Regions from separate parts of the Mus musculus genome. Here all the other regions are linked to region 2. A link is a contact called in public ChIA-PET, HiChIP or PLAC-seq and promoter capture Hi-C data. All regions are on one chromosome and are shown on one strand. Each heading gives the region's core, a stretch centred on a gene start, on an enhancer-like site or on the middle of the called end of the contact. The rest is flanking DNA. Distances are from core to core; before and after follow the strand shown. Region 1 has its middle 33 kb from the start of Gm32334. Region 2 holds the start of Nek2 (NIMA (never in mitosis gene a)-related expressed kinase 2). Region 3 overlaps Dtl (denticleless E3 ubiquitin protein ligase). Region 4 overlaps Traf5 (TNF receptor-associated factor 5).

The links. Promoter capture Hi-C pulls out the DNA fragments that hold promoters and counts their contacts. ChIA-PET counts read pairs in DNA pulled down with a chosen protein or histone mark. HiChIP or PLAC-seq counts read pairs in DNA pulled down with a chosen protein or histone mark.
Region 1: a contact with region 2 is called in an H3K27ac HiChIP or PLAC-seq map of double positive thymocytes, with 6 times the contacts expected there. The contact joins the enhancer-like site here to the promoter of Nek2 in region 2. A contact is called at or near these places in 2 of 39 promoter capture datasets (the 3T3-L1 cell line and stem cell-derived epiblast-like cells), 1 of 484 Hi-C or Micro-C datasets (bone marrow-derived macrophages), 6 of 115 datasets of contacts at active chromatin or transcription factors (craniofacial prominence, double positive thymocytes, embryonic stem cells and 1 more) and 2 of 9 other capture datasets (adipose tissue and embryonic stem cells).
Region 3: a contact with region 2 is called in a promoter capture Hi-C map of the HPC-7 cell line. The contact joins the enhancer-like site here to the promoter of Nek2 in region 2. A contact is called at or near these places in 11 of 39 promoter capture datasets (the C10 cell line, the HPC-7 cell line, cranial neural crest and 6 more), 2 of 15 datasets of contacts at CTCF or cohesin (CD8 T cells and embryonic stem cells), 4 of 484 Hi-C or Micro-C datasets (bone marrow-derived macrophages, natural killer cells, regulatory T cells and 1 more), 24 of 115 datasets of contacts at active chromatin or transcription factors (the HPC-7 cell line, the SCID.adh cell line, bone marrow-derived macrophages and 16 more) and 4 of 9 other capture datasets (adipose tissue, liver, macrophages and 1 more).
Region 4: an RNA polymerase II ChIA-PET map of effector CD8 T cells shows a contact between it and region 2, with 11 read pairs. The contact joins the enhancer-like site here to the promoter of Nek2 in region 2. A contact is called at or near these places in 12 of 39 promoter capture datasets (the C10 cell line, the HPC-7 cell line, cranial neural crest and 8 more), 12 of 484 Hi-C or Micro-C datasets (the 4T1 cell line, the N1E-115 cell line, bone marrow-derived macrophages and 5 more), 15 of 115 datasets of contacts at active chromatin or transcription factors (the 230-238 cell line, the HPC-7 cell line, T-cell acute lymphoblastic leukemia and 8 more) and 2 of 9 other capture datasets (adipose tissue and macrophages).

The regions. Positions count from the first base shown.
Region 1 is chr1:191,518,557-191,521,562 of GRCm38.p6, reverse strand. No RefSeq gene overlaps it. Among named protein-coding and RNA genes, the nearest start is that of Gm32334, 33 kb to the right of the region's middle. Within about 2 kb of position 1,627, at least 38 of the 459 cell types and tissues checked have an H3K27ac peak or open chromatin away from gene starts, as enhancers often do. A contact at or near this core is called in double positive thymocytes, where this site is marked.
Region 2 is chr1:191,819,997-191,823,388 of GRCm38.p6, reverse strand. Nek2 (NIMA (never in mitosis gene a)-related expressed kinase 2) reads right to left here and starts at 1,916. Exons shown (of 8, transcript NM_010892.3): 1 at 1,648-1,916; 2 at 1,025-1,242; 3 at 657-897. The coding sequence starts at 1,743.
Region 3 is chr1:191,556,065-191,559,200 of GRCm38.p6, reverse strand. It overlaps Dtl (denticleless E3 ubiquitin protein ligase), which reads left to right. Exons shown (of 15, transcript NM_029766.3): 8 at 1,067-1,140; 9 at 2,314-2,417; 10 at 2,656-2,760. Among named protein-coding and RNA genes, the nearest start is that of Dtl, 18 kb to the left of the region's middle. Within about 2 kb of position 1,865, at least 37 of the 459 cell types and tissues checked have an H3K27ac peak or open chromatin away from gene starts, as enhancers often do. A contact at or near this core is called in the HPC-7 cell line, adipose tissue and bone marrow-derived macrophages, where this site is marked.
Region 4 is chr1:192,077,016-192,080,247 of GRCm38.p6, reverse strand. All of the region lies in intron 1 of Traf5 (TNF receptor-associated factor 5), which reads left to right. Among named protein-coding and RNA genes, the nearest start is that of Traf5, 14 kb to the left of the region's middle. Within about 2 kb of position 1,712, at least 161 of the 459 cell types and tissues checked have an H3K27ac peak or open chromatin away from gene starts, as enhancers often do. A contact at or near this core is called in the 230-238 cell line, the HPC-7 cell line, T-cell acute lymphoblastic leukemia and 7 more, where this site is marked.

The sequences.
Region 1 (3,006 bases), core at 378-2,877, 300 kb after region 2:
AGGAATCACCACTCAGATGAGGTAATTAGCTGCAGTCATCAGTCGGTGGCAGGCTGGTGTCACTGTGGGGGCAACGGAAAATTCTTTGGCACTCAGGGCGCCCACTGAGGCATCTCAGACACTCCCCCTCCTCATTGGAAAGGACAGAAGCCCGATCTAAGGTGGCCATGGTGTCTCATAGCTTAGGGCCGAAAGTCTGTGCCATGCCATCACATGAGATACTTGAAACAGTAGAAATTTTAGTGAGGGAGGAGTGGACTTCGAACAGGTCTTGAAGAAGGAGACAATTACTGATGTGATCTCAAAACTAGATGTAGGAACAGAGACAGAAAGAAGAATGGCTGCTTCATCCCACTAGCTTCCTGGAAGTTTTCGAAGGGCAAAGCCCAGTCCCAGAAGCAGTTGGTTGTGAATGACACCTGGAATGGTCAGCGATTGTAGTGAAGAACTGTGGAAATCACTCAGACCCACACCCAGGGACTAAGACACCCAGGAGGCCGGCCGATGGGCCTCTCCCTGTACTGTTCGGTCAGCTGCAGGGAGCTTCCAGGTATTGAGGAGAGGCCCACGTCCACAGACTGCTCCACGGGAAGATAAAGTCCTAGCCACAGCCTCAATCTGAGATCTTGGGAGCACCTGTTAGGACTTGAATATGAAATGTGTCCCACACACTCACTGTTGAAGGATCGGTCCCCAGACAGTGGTGCTATTTTGGGAGGTTCTGGAAACTGTCAGAGGTGGAGCCTAGCTAGAGGAAGGGAAGGAGGCCCCAAGGACAAGTCGGGGAAGAGGAGAGGCTTATCTTTCCTCCAGACCTATCTGTCTCTCTGCTTCTTGGCTGCCGAGTTGGGATCCGCTCCGCTCCATCAGGCCTGCTTCACCATGAGCAAAATAAATTTCGCTTCTCCACAAATTGTTTTTAAGTTACGTATTCTGACAGAGTAGCACATTATCTTCAATGACCTTATTATCACCAAATTCTGGTGACCTCTTCAGACCTAAACCTCGAACAGTAAATACCAAGTCCACTCTTTTTATTATTGTGTCTCCAAGGCCTCTTCCTTCACACTGAATACAGCAGAAGAGAAGCCCCCAGACGAGAGGAGTGTGTTGGAGGGGTGATGTGATTGGACAGGAACAGATGGGAAGGGGCGGGTCCAGAACAGAAAGGGAGGCTACAGTGGGCCAGGTGAAAGATTACGGGGGATTTTGGCAATGCTAAGAAGTTGGAAATTGGTTCAGTCCCTGTCTGCCTCCCTCCTCCAGAAGGCAAGCTGTCTGAGGACAGGAACCTCGGCTTTTTAGTTATTGCGCTGTAATCTCCAGTTCCCGTAACAGCTCTTGACCTCTAGTAGATACTTTATTTAAAAAGTAACAAACAGCCAGGCGTGGTGGCACATGCCTTTAATTCCAGCACTTGGGAGGCAGAGGCAGGTAGATTTCTGAGTTCGAGGCCAGCCTGGTCTACAAAGTGAGTTCCAGGACAGCCAGGGCTATAGAGAAACCCTGTCTTGAAAAACCAAACAAATTTTTGGGATTTTATCATTTAAGTGTTCACACCACCCCTCCCCCATTGAAGACAGCTACATCCTGCAATACATCAAAACAACCACAGAAATACTGTATGTGCTGTGACCGTTAATCTAACTGTCAATTCAGCAGGATCTAGAGCCACTTAGGGGGCTTGCATCTGGGCTTGTCTGTGAGGAGTTTCTAGACCTGGTTAATTGAGGTTGGAGCCTCAGATGTAGTGGAAGTACACATCAGTCTTTGTGCTGGGGGCCTGGACTGAGTAAGAGGAGAAACCTTGCTAAGCCTCAACTCCATGTCAACTTCTTGGTCATGGATACAATGTGACCAGCATGCTCACACTTCTGGAGCTGTGCCTTCCAAATGCCATGATGGATTGTCTTCTCAACCTGTGAGCCAGATCAGACCCTTCCTTGAGTTGCTTTTGTGGTGTTTGTTCGGTACCATCCTCCAAGTGAATTACCCATCATCTTCGTGAGTCTTCAAAGATCATCCTAGCATTGCTAACATTCCTTCATAGAACAAGGGAAAACCCTGGAACCTTCTTTAGTGTATCCAGCAACTCTCCCCAGCCAACTGTACCCAGTCCTGCCCTAACTGTACAGGCCTTGGGGTCTCAGGGAGGGGCTGAAGTGCATAGGCTGGGGAAGCCTAAGGAAAGGAAATTCATGGGGGTGAGGAGCCATCGTCCATGCTGGGGGCAGACCTTCCAGAGAGGTTAGTATGGAGTCACCCATGCTCTGTAAATGATTCTAATAAACGCATAGATTCCCAGAGTGAATTGTGGATTGTATGCAAAGGGAAGAATGTGAGCAGCCTTTGTTAGATGTTTTTGTCAAAGAAATAAGAAATGTAGCTGATACAGGCTGGAAAAGATACAGTGTAACCAGCCACAGTCGCCCACTGCAGACTCACTCTCCTCTCCAGGTGGCAGGTGGACACCCTGGGAGACAAAGACCTCCGTGGTGTGTGTGTGTGTGTGTGTGTGTGTGTGTGTGTGTGTGTGTGTGTGAGAGAGAGAGAGAGAGAGAGAGAGAGAGAGAGAGAGAGAGAGAGGAAGAGAGATCGATCATCACTTCAGTCCATCTAGCTTGCAACAAGACTCAAAACTGGAAGATGAAGGAAAACTGAGCTTGGAGTGACTGTGGCCTGATTCCAGAGCCCAGGCTGCCGTTAGGTACAGAAATGTAGAGCTCAGGGGCCTGCAGGAATATTTTAATTTCTTTTAGAATGAGAAAGGAATAAGAAGAGTATTGATGAATACATGACAAACCCAGGTTGGGTTCTGCTCATCTGTGTGGCCCCACAGCTATCGACTATCACTTTAGGGATGTTTTATGGTATAGAAAGCCATCCCTGAACAACCACAACTTGGTCCCACCTGGCACAGATCTCCTCTAAGGTGCCAGCTACTACTGTCAAGAGCCAGAGAAACAAGAGGTGGGGGAGTCATCTCACTTAGTTTTCTTTTTCTTT
Region 2 (3,392 bases), core at 667-3,166:
TCTTTTTCTTTTGAAAGCTCTAGTTGAATACAGAGAACTGTTTGCCAGGAAGTCTCTTTGAAAACAAATCTAGGAGGGGTCAGCGATTAAGCACCTGCTGCTCTTCCCGGGGGTCCTGAGTTCAAGTTCCAGCATCTGGTCAGACGGCTCACAGTTGCCTGGAACCCTGAGCGTGAGTGTGTGGGATAGGGTAAGTCCACTCCCTCTTCTGGTCTCACCATACACATAGCACTCACTCACAAGACACATATACTATATATACATAAATAATAAACATTTTTAAATACATAATACATATAAAAGACTTTGGGGTGTAACTCAAATGCCTGAGGGCCTAGGTTCAATCCCCAACATTAGGGGAACAAAGTCAAACTCAAACTTAAATTGTATTGTGAATTCTGAGCTACTGGATTTACTAGCAACCCAAGCCTCAGTTCTTTGCATCTGAATGCTTCACCTAAGATATTAAAAAGTTGAATTCTAGGCCAGGTGTGGTAGCTCACACCCTTATTCCCGGCATTTGGGAGGCAGAGGCAGGAGAATCACTTTGAGTTCAAGGACAGCCTGGTCTACAAAGTGAGTTCCAGGACAGTCAGGGCTACACAGAGAAATCCTGTCTCAGGGAAAAAAAAAAAGTTGAATTCTAAAATACTCACAGGAGACATGTAATAGGGTGTGCCAACAAACGTTTTTGCAAAACTCGTGTCGTGATTTAATATTCTAGCTAGTCCAAAGTCCCCCAGCTTGACATTGTGTTTGCTGTCCAGGAAGACATTGGCTGGCTTCAGGTCCCGGTGAAGCACAGTGTGGCCACCATCGCTCCTTCTGTGACACTCTTTCAGGGCCAGCGTCAACTGAGTCATCACTCGAAGGACAAACTCTTCCTCCAAGTACTGTCTGGAGAAAAAGCACATTTCACAACCCTGAATAAAAGCCATCTTCAATCTGGGGCAAGTCATTCAGAGCGTACAAACATGGAAGTTAATTATTATTAGATACGAACCGTGGGGCTCTTTCACCTTACCTATCCTTGGTCCCCTTTGAAATGACACTAGCCAGGTCCCCTCCCTCACAGTATTCCATTACGATGTACAGGGTTGTGTTGGTTCGGTCAATAATGCGATCATAGTAACTGACGATGTTTGGATGTTTCAGCTCCCGAAGCAAGTTCACTTCAGACACAAGCATCTGCTTCTCCACCTCCGTCATGGAGCCATAGTCAAGCTCTTTCCACACCAGGATCTGAAATACAACATTTCCAAGGTGTGAGACAAAGGGTGAAATTTCCAAAGTTGAAAAACAAAACACTAACAACTCAATGGGTGTGTCAGTGAGGGAGTCGAGACCGGGTTAATTTAGTGGGAAGACCCACCCGAAATGTGGGCGGTACCATCCCCAGCGCTTGAGTCCGGGACGGCGTGTGGCGCAGCGGCGAAGCAGGTCACGTGAGCTCGTCTTTCTGCTCGCCGCGGATTCGCGCCTCCACCGGTTCCCAGCCGCGGCTGCCCGCTCCACGAGCCCGTCCCTTCTTAGGAGGCTACAGCCCGGTCCTTCACGAGAGTTCAGGTGGCCGCCCTGCCCCTCCCCAGCGTGGGCGACGCTTGCTTCTCCCTAAGCCCGCCGTGGAAGGGCTGCCCGGCGCCTCACCTTGCCGTCGCTCTTCCTCCGAATCTTCTGACAGCGGCCGTAGGAGCCGGTGCCGATGCTGTGCAGCACCTCGTAGTCCTCCACCCGGGACGGCATGGCGAGCGGCCACCCTGGCAACCACACCACCGCGCCGCTCGGAGCCCAGGCTCGCCCGCTGCAGGCCAACCGCGCCGAAACCCGAGCCCCTCGTCTGCCTGCCTGAGTCGGCGAGCAACCGGCCACCGGGTCAACCGTCGCGGGCTTCGGCCTCGCATTCTATTGGTCCACAGCGAAGGTGCATCTCAACTCTGATTGGCTGAGAAAACACAACACTGCTAGGCATCCTGGGAAAATGCGTGTCGCTAGGCAACCGCGTCGGCGTTGGTGTCTGCGTCTAGCTGCTCTACGGAATACGAGCCGCGCCGAAAACCCCTGGGATTTGGGATCGCAAAGCCTGTTGGGGCCTCGGTAATTCCATTCCTTGGCTGAAGTCGCTATGGTAACGGATGTCCGAGGCTCTGGACTGGAGACACTGGCCTTTTGACCTTTCCACTTTGACCCCACCCTTTTCCGACTCCTCTGCACTCGGGTCCTGAACCTAAGCCCTTGTGTGTTGAGGATTTGATGACCCTGAGGGTGCGGTGAGTGCACCGAGCACTTTATAGTCCTCACACCTAGAGAGCCAGAATCCCTGTTCCAGCCCGGCTTGGTGGCGCGCTCAGGCAGATCTCTGTGAGCTTGAGGACATCCAGAGCTTTGTAGAGGGTCCCTGCCTTACCCCCACCCGCGAGAAAGACACCCCACGCCCAGAGAGAGAGAGAGACAGAGAGAGAGAAACTAGGCCCAACTGCCCAGAAGAGAACTAATTAAAAAATAATAAGAATAAAGGATATTCATAGTAATAACGCAGAGTTGACATGTGTTTTCTGAGCACAGTTAGCATAGTCTAGATCTCTGAACATTAAACTGAGAGACCTGTTGAACATAGAAACGTATCCAAAGCTTAGGGACTGAGTATGGAAGCATTCAGAACAGAGTCACCACACTGCCAAATTGTACTTCTAAGACATCTACCAAAAAAGTGTGTTAGGAAAAAAAAAAAAAAAAAGGTGTTCCCTAATAGCCAATCCGGGAGCTGCATGCAGTTTGCTGACTTGAGCTCACATAGCCAGTGACATGGCCCCGCTTTGACTTGGGGAAGGGGAGCTAAAGGCTTCCATCCAGAGCAGGTGGGGGGTAATGTGCATTACCAGAAAGCTAATAATCTGCTGCATAAATGGGTCATTGTTCTTAAAATATCTGTTCATGCTGTGATTGAAAAAGAACCCAATGTCCTATTAATAAGAATTAGAAGCCTCCTTATGTTAAAAATAAATGTATTTTGTGCGCTGAATTTAGTATAAGCTAATTGGAATTGCCAGCCAGGAGAACTTTTAAATTAGCATTCAAGGACATTGTCACACCTCAAAGGGGTAGGATTAATTTAGGTCTCAGAAATTATATAAGGAGCTACAAATGCCTGAGGTCATTTATATGGTGTGTGTGTGTCATATGTGATGTGTGTGGTATGTTTGTGTGTGTGTCGTATGTGATATGTGTGGTATGTTTGTGTGTGTGTGTCGTATGTAATGTGTGTAGTATGTTGTGTGTGTGTGTGCTGTGTGTGTTGTTTATGATGTGTAGAGTGTTGTATGTGATATGTGTAGCATGTTGTGTGTGTGGTGTGTTTGTGATATGTGGTGTATAGGCGTGTGGTGTGTATGTGA
Region 3 (3,136 bases), core at 616-3,115, 260 kb after region 2:
CTGACTATCTTGCTCACTAAGTTCATGTTAACATACATGATAGTCATGTTTAGGCTGTTTCCTTAGTAACATCTAGAATTACTGGGAAAAGATTAAGGGACCAGCAACATGGCTCAGTGAGTAAAGGAGCTTTTTCTATCATTCCTGATGCCCTGAAGTTGATCCCTGGAACCCACACAATGGAAGGAAAGAATTTACTCCGGCAAGTTGTCCTCTGACCGCCACATGTGTGCCCATGTTACACACATGGCATGCATGGAGAGATCAAAAACAATTTATGGGAGCCCAGTTCTCTCCTACCATGTGGATTATGAATATTGAATTCAATTCTTCAGGCTTGGCAACAGGTGTCATACTCACTGAAACATCGTACCCAACTAAGGGAATTTTTAAGTGTGGTTTTGTTGGTTTGGTTTGGTTTGAGACAGGATCTCTAAGTAGCCTAGTTGACCTGGAACTTATTATGTAAACCAGGCTGGGCTTGAACTTACGAGAGATTTACCTGCCTCTCCTCCCACCTGCTAAGTCTAAAGGAATGCACCACCATGCCCTGCCTTTGTTTTAATAAATTAAAAAAATATATAACATATATTCTTTTCCCCTTTCCCTTTACTCTTGCCTTCTACCCCTCCCTGGTCTCAAAATCATGGCTTCTCTGTCTTTGTTATTGTTGCATACACACATATGCATGCATGCTAAATATAAATATAACATGTTGTGCTTATTTATTATTTAGTATCTATGACTTCAGGGCTGAGCCCATGGTATGGAATAACTGGAGAATAACTGTCTCCTGCTGTCAGCATTCCTTCATTGCTTAGAGTTGTTTGTCTGTATGTGGGACCCTGGGAGGTTCCCTCTTCCACGTTGGCTTGTCTGTAAGTGTACTGCTTCGGGTCTTGTCTAGGCAGCCATATTGTTAGGATATTAGGGAAGCTTCTTGACACTTTTAGGAGACAGTCTCACAGCAGCTTCAGAAAGGCTAGTTTTAAGTACCTTGTCAAATACCCTGGTGAAGCTATGATGCCCAAAACAGAATTTCCTTTTTTCTTTCTTGTGCTATTAGGATTCCCAGCAGAGTGTTACTGTGGTCCTCTTTCAGGATGAGAATACATTAGTCTCAGCAGGAGCCGTGGATGGGTAAAAGACTATTTCTTCTGCTTTTTACCCCACTGCCTTTGTGAGCTATGGTAGTACCTAATCCCATTGAAGAAGTTAAGTATGTGCCTTATTTTAGACACAGTGGGTGATGGAACTGGGAAGAAGTTTACAGGTCACACTGGAACATAAAAATTGAGATAATACATGTGCACATTGCCTCTGGCACATAGCAGTATCGCTGCTGCAGGGTGGGTAGCTTGCTTGGGATATAAACAGTAAAGTTAAGGCCTGCGTACTTCTATGTGCATGTTATCTACAATTGATCTAAATACTGATGGCCAAATGAGTCTGCAGTGCTTGTTCATTTGTCCTTTACAGAATGCTGTAAAAATAGATTGTTTGTATGCAGGGATCCTTTACATGTACATCTTTGCCTATTTCCAATTATAAATACAATTCTGTATTCAAGTTTTTAATTTTAAAAATGTCTTCCTAAAGGTACTTATTTTATGGTAAATGTGTAGTTCTAGAAAACCCACAAAGTAAAGAGCAAGACAATTATCCCAACAGGAAAAATGAAAATGGTTTTCCTCTTTCACAGGAAAATGTGTTTAGTTAAGGAGTTATGTATAGAAATAAAGCATGGGGTGTACACCCTGTGTTTTGGGGGATATATGCGGTCTTACAGGTTAGGCAGGGTTTTTTCTAGAAGAACAATGGAGCAATGACTGTCGACATGTGACCTCCAGCTTCCTTTTCCCGCTGCCCTGGGATGAGTGTCAGTGACTCATCACTGGGTCATGTCACATCTGTTTCCCTTTGTACGAGCTATAAGCTTGACACTGGAAACAATTTCATATGAAATAGTTAAATTGATTGGATTCCAGTGAGTTGTTCTCCGTGTACCTGGCAGTGTGCCGGAGGACATAGATTAAAAGTCACTTCATACGCGTGTAAGTAACATTGTTAGGATAGGTGTAGACTGGAGTCAAACCACCCCTTTCCCAGGGTCACAATAAGACCATCTGTGTGTTAGATGTTTACATTATGATTTGTAACAGTAGCAAGATTACAGCTGTGAAGTAGCCATAGAAATAATTCTATGGTTGGGGGTCACTACAACACGCGGAATTGTATTAAAGGGCCATAGCATTAAGAAGGTTGAGAACCACTGGTCTAGATGGTTTATGAAGTATTTGTCTTGATTTTTAGAATAATCAAAGTATGGGATTTGCGCAAGAATTACACTGCTTATCGACAAGAACCCATAGCATCCAAGTCTTTCCTGTACCCAGGTACCAGCACTCGAAAGCTAGGTAAGCCTTTGTAGAATTTGGGATGTAATGAATTTCCCTTAGAAATCAAAAAGACTTAAAGTGTTAATATAAGGCTAATTTCAGCAAAAACTTGAGAAAGAGTTAAGGACATGGATGTCAAGATAAAAATCTTAATAAAGTTTTCATTTCTTTATATTTTTGAAACAGAATTATGGCATGAACTGCTTTTGGCCCCACACTTTAACCTCACTGACAGTCTATTATTAACTTCTCTCAGGATACTCGAGTTTGGTTTTAGACTCTACTGGCTCTACTTTATTTGCTAACTGCACAGATGACAACATCTATATGTTCAATATGACTGGCTTAAAGACTTCTCCGGGTAAGTTGTTATTCAAATTCTCTTTTGTTAATGATATGACTATTCAAATCTCTCTTCAAAAGACAAAATCAGCTGGGAAATCTAGCTCTTGTACTTGTCTGGTGATCTAGGTTCAATCCCCAGTACAACCATAAAAATGAAAGGAAAGAAGAATACTTTATGGCCTGCAAAGATGGCTTAGTTGGTAAAGTGCTTGCCACACAGACATGAGGACCTGAGTTTAATTTAGATCACTAGCACCCACGTGTAATCTTTGCTGGGGAAGTCCTGGGAGACTCCTGGGGCTTATGGCCAGAGCTAGCCTTGTAGAATTGGCGAGCTTCAGGTTCAGTGAAAGAGACTTATCTAAGGTTGGCAATGGAAAAGACACCTGGTA
Region 4 (3,232 bases), core at 463-2,962, 260 kb before region 2:
TCATTTAGGGGTGGCAGCAGGTACCAGATGAAAAGCTCACTCATATGTCAGTTGGTTTTGGTTTTGGTTTTGGTTTTTCCTTTTTAAAGATTGATTGGTTGGCTGATTGATTGATTGATTGATTTATAAGTGTTTTTTTCAAATGTGTATCTGAGTACCATGTGTGTGTACAGTTCCTATAGAGGTCAGAAGAGGGTGTCAGATCCCTTGGAACTGAAGTTATAGATGGTTGTGAGCTATCATGTGGGTAGTGGGATTCAAACCTGAGCCCTCTGCAGGAGCAGCCAATGCTCTTAAGCATTGCATCATCTCTCCAGCCCCTCTTATTCACTTTTGATTCCTGAACCTGGCAGCTGGACATGTCAGGTAGACATATTATCCTGAGAATGAGGGGAGATAGCCAGTGGGGGTGGGGTTGCACATACTTCATAATCTTCAGAGCCCTTGCAGTGCATTCTGTGCCCCTCCCCACCTCCTAACGCTTTTCATGTAGACATACATGGGTCAGTTGGCTTTTCCCTTAGGGAGAAGATAGTCACTGTTATAGGATGTGTGCTGCCCTGCAATCTCAAGTTAGCTTGCTCAGCTCTGCCATGGTAACATCTGCAAACAAATTAACCCAGCTACACTCTGATAAAACTGTATTTACAAAAGCAGTTAGCAGGCCAGCCATCTCTTTGCACATCGTGTTATTTTCTCTTCAGAAGTCCTACAAGGTTGCTACACTGTCACTATTAATTATTGTGTGAAACAGAGAGGCCTAGGGACAAAGTAACTTGCCTGAGTTCATAAGACTATGCAGTGTAAAACCAAAATTTGAATCCAGACTGGTCCACCCCAGAACCCATGGGGTGCCACCCACATACACTGCCTCCCTGTGGGCCGGGAGGAAGCAGGGGCCTGGAGTGACTGTGGCTCCTGCTGATTCCTCAGGGGCATTGACCACTTCCTGAAGTAGGATCCCTCCAAGCCTCAGTTTCCTCCTTTGAAAAATGGGAATGATGGTAATATGTATGCCACAGGAATGTCAGGATTAAAACAAGCTAGGTGTGTGAGGTAGCAAGCCACAGGTAGACATTGCCTCCTACCACATAGTTCTAGCACCTGGGGTCCATGCATGTTTTTCTAAAGTCCCCCTCAGCTGGACCTGTCCTGCCCTGCATCCAGCAGCCCCTTTGCACCACGACGTCATGTGAGGCCCCTACCCCTCCCCTTATTCTCCTTGACCTTATTCACCAAACACCAATTGAGTGCTTTCAGTCAGGTACTGCTGGCTCTGTGGGTGGGGTGTAATAAAAGATGGCTGTCCCAGGAGAAGTTTGTAGACAGTGAGGACACAGAGTTGAGGCTCAAAGCTCTGGAGTCAAGCAGGCCTTTGAGGGGAAAGCTTTGTTGTGACTTCCTGGAGACTTAAAAATATCCCTGGTTGGCTGTGGCTGACTTGAGAGAAGACAGTGTTCCCCAGAATCATCCCTCCCAACTAGGGGACAAAGGCAGGCATGGCTCAGGACAAGTGTGGGTAGTAGCTCTAGAGCTGCCCTGCAACCCTGTCTGGTAAGCTGTTGGAAATGAGGAACTAGAGGCTTCCTGGCCAGCCAGAGAGAAATCACACTTCTCTGAGGAACTAAAGTCCCACCCTCCTGGCTCGTCATTCTTCCTCCCCAACGCTGGCCTTGTCTCATCTCATCTGGGCTGCTGTGGGAGGGACCCCTGCCTTGCAGGGCCTTCCTGTTCAGCTCTGTGGAGAACAGAGAGTTTGTGTTGGTTCTAGCTGAGGATGGGGTTAGAGCAGAGCCCTGCCTGCGGGAACTGCTTCTGCATCTCAGAGGAAGGCTCTTCACTGCCATTGAAAGAAGCTTTGGAAGAGCCTCAGCCAGGCTCAGTGACTCCCTCAGAGACAGACAGTGATGTGGGGCTATGAGCTGAAATGAACCCTTTCCTTCACAAGTTGCTTTTGGTCATAGTGTTTTACCATAGCAGTAGAAGCCCTGACTAGAACACTGCCCTACAGAGGACCTGGTGGGAAGGCGCCGGCTTCTCCACGAGCCTAGGTGAGATTACATCTAACCCACTCGTTGCTAATGGGGATCTAGGGTCTAGAAAACAGTCACAGATGACTATAGGAGATTAAATTAGTTTTAGTTGATCAAATTTATACCTTTACTGGAACTTCCTGCTATTCTTAGCATCATGTCTTATTTTATGAAGTGAAATTCTCATGACATGAATTGCACATAAAATGCATGTCTACCTGTGTATCTCACAGTCATATGCTGGGAGATCCTTGGACAGCTTTTAAATCAGACCTTGATATTACAAAGGACACATGACCTTGGACGATGAAAACAGATAAGAATATATGACTGAGGAATCATGAGTTCCTCTGATAATTTTGTGTGCACATGTGTGTTCATTGGTGCAGTCGTGTATATGTGCATGTGTGCACACTCATGCAAAGAGCAGAGGACAATCTCAGGTTTCTCTCCTCAGATGATATCAACTTTGCTGTTTTGAGACAGGGTCTCTTACTGACCTGGAACTTGCCAAGTAGTCTAGGCTGGCTGGCCAGTGAGGCCCGGGGCTCCTGCTGTCTCCACCTCCCTAGTGCTGGGATTACAAGTGTACACCACCATGCCTGGCTTTAATATGTGGGTTCTGGGGAAGTGAACTCATGTCTTCATGCTTGCAAAGCAAACACTTTACCAACAGCACTATGTGACTTACTCTGGTCCCAGAAATGTAGGTTGTCAGCTGGTTTGACTCATAGTTCACCCATCCCACTGAGATGGTCTGGAAAGCAGCCAGCCCTGGAAAGCCTCCTGCACACACCCTTGGTTTCCTTCCCATCCTGTGTCTCTGCCCCCATTTATTGTTCTTTTCCTGGAGCCAGGGCCTGTTCTCATCTCACCCACCTCCTGGTACAGACCCCAGCAAAGGAAGAGTCTAGGATGGATGTGGGCATGCAGCAAGTGACTGCTCCATTCCATTCATTTCACAACTGAGTACAGTTGATTATTAACCAATCTCAAACTTGTGCCATGCCCTCTGGGAAATTTCTTTGTGTTTTCATCCATAAAATGCCACCTTCAGTCCAGTTTAACTGCTTTGTGAGCTCAGCAGAGACATTTCAACAACTTTTGTGAAGTTTCAACCAGGCTCCAGTGGTCCTACATTGAAGTCTCTCTTGGTAGCACTTACCACTGGGCTATTGTAGCTTATCATTTTCTGTAGA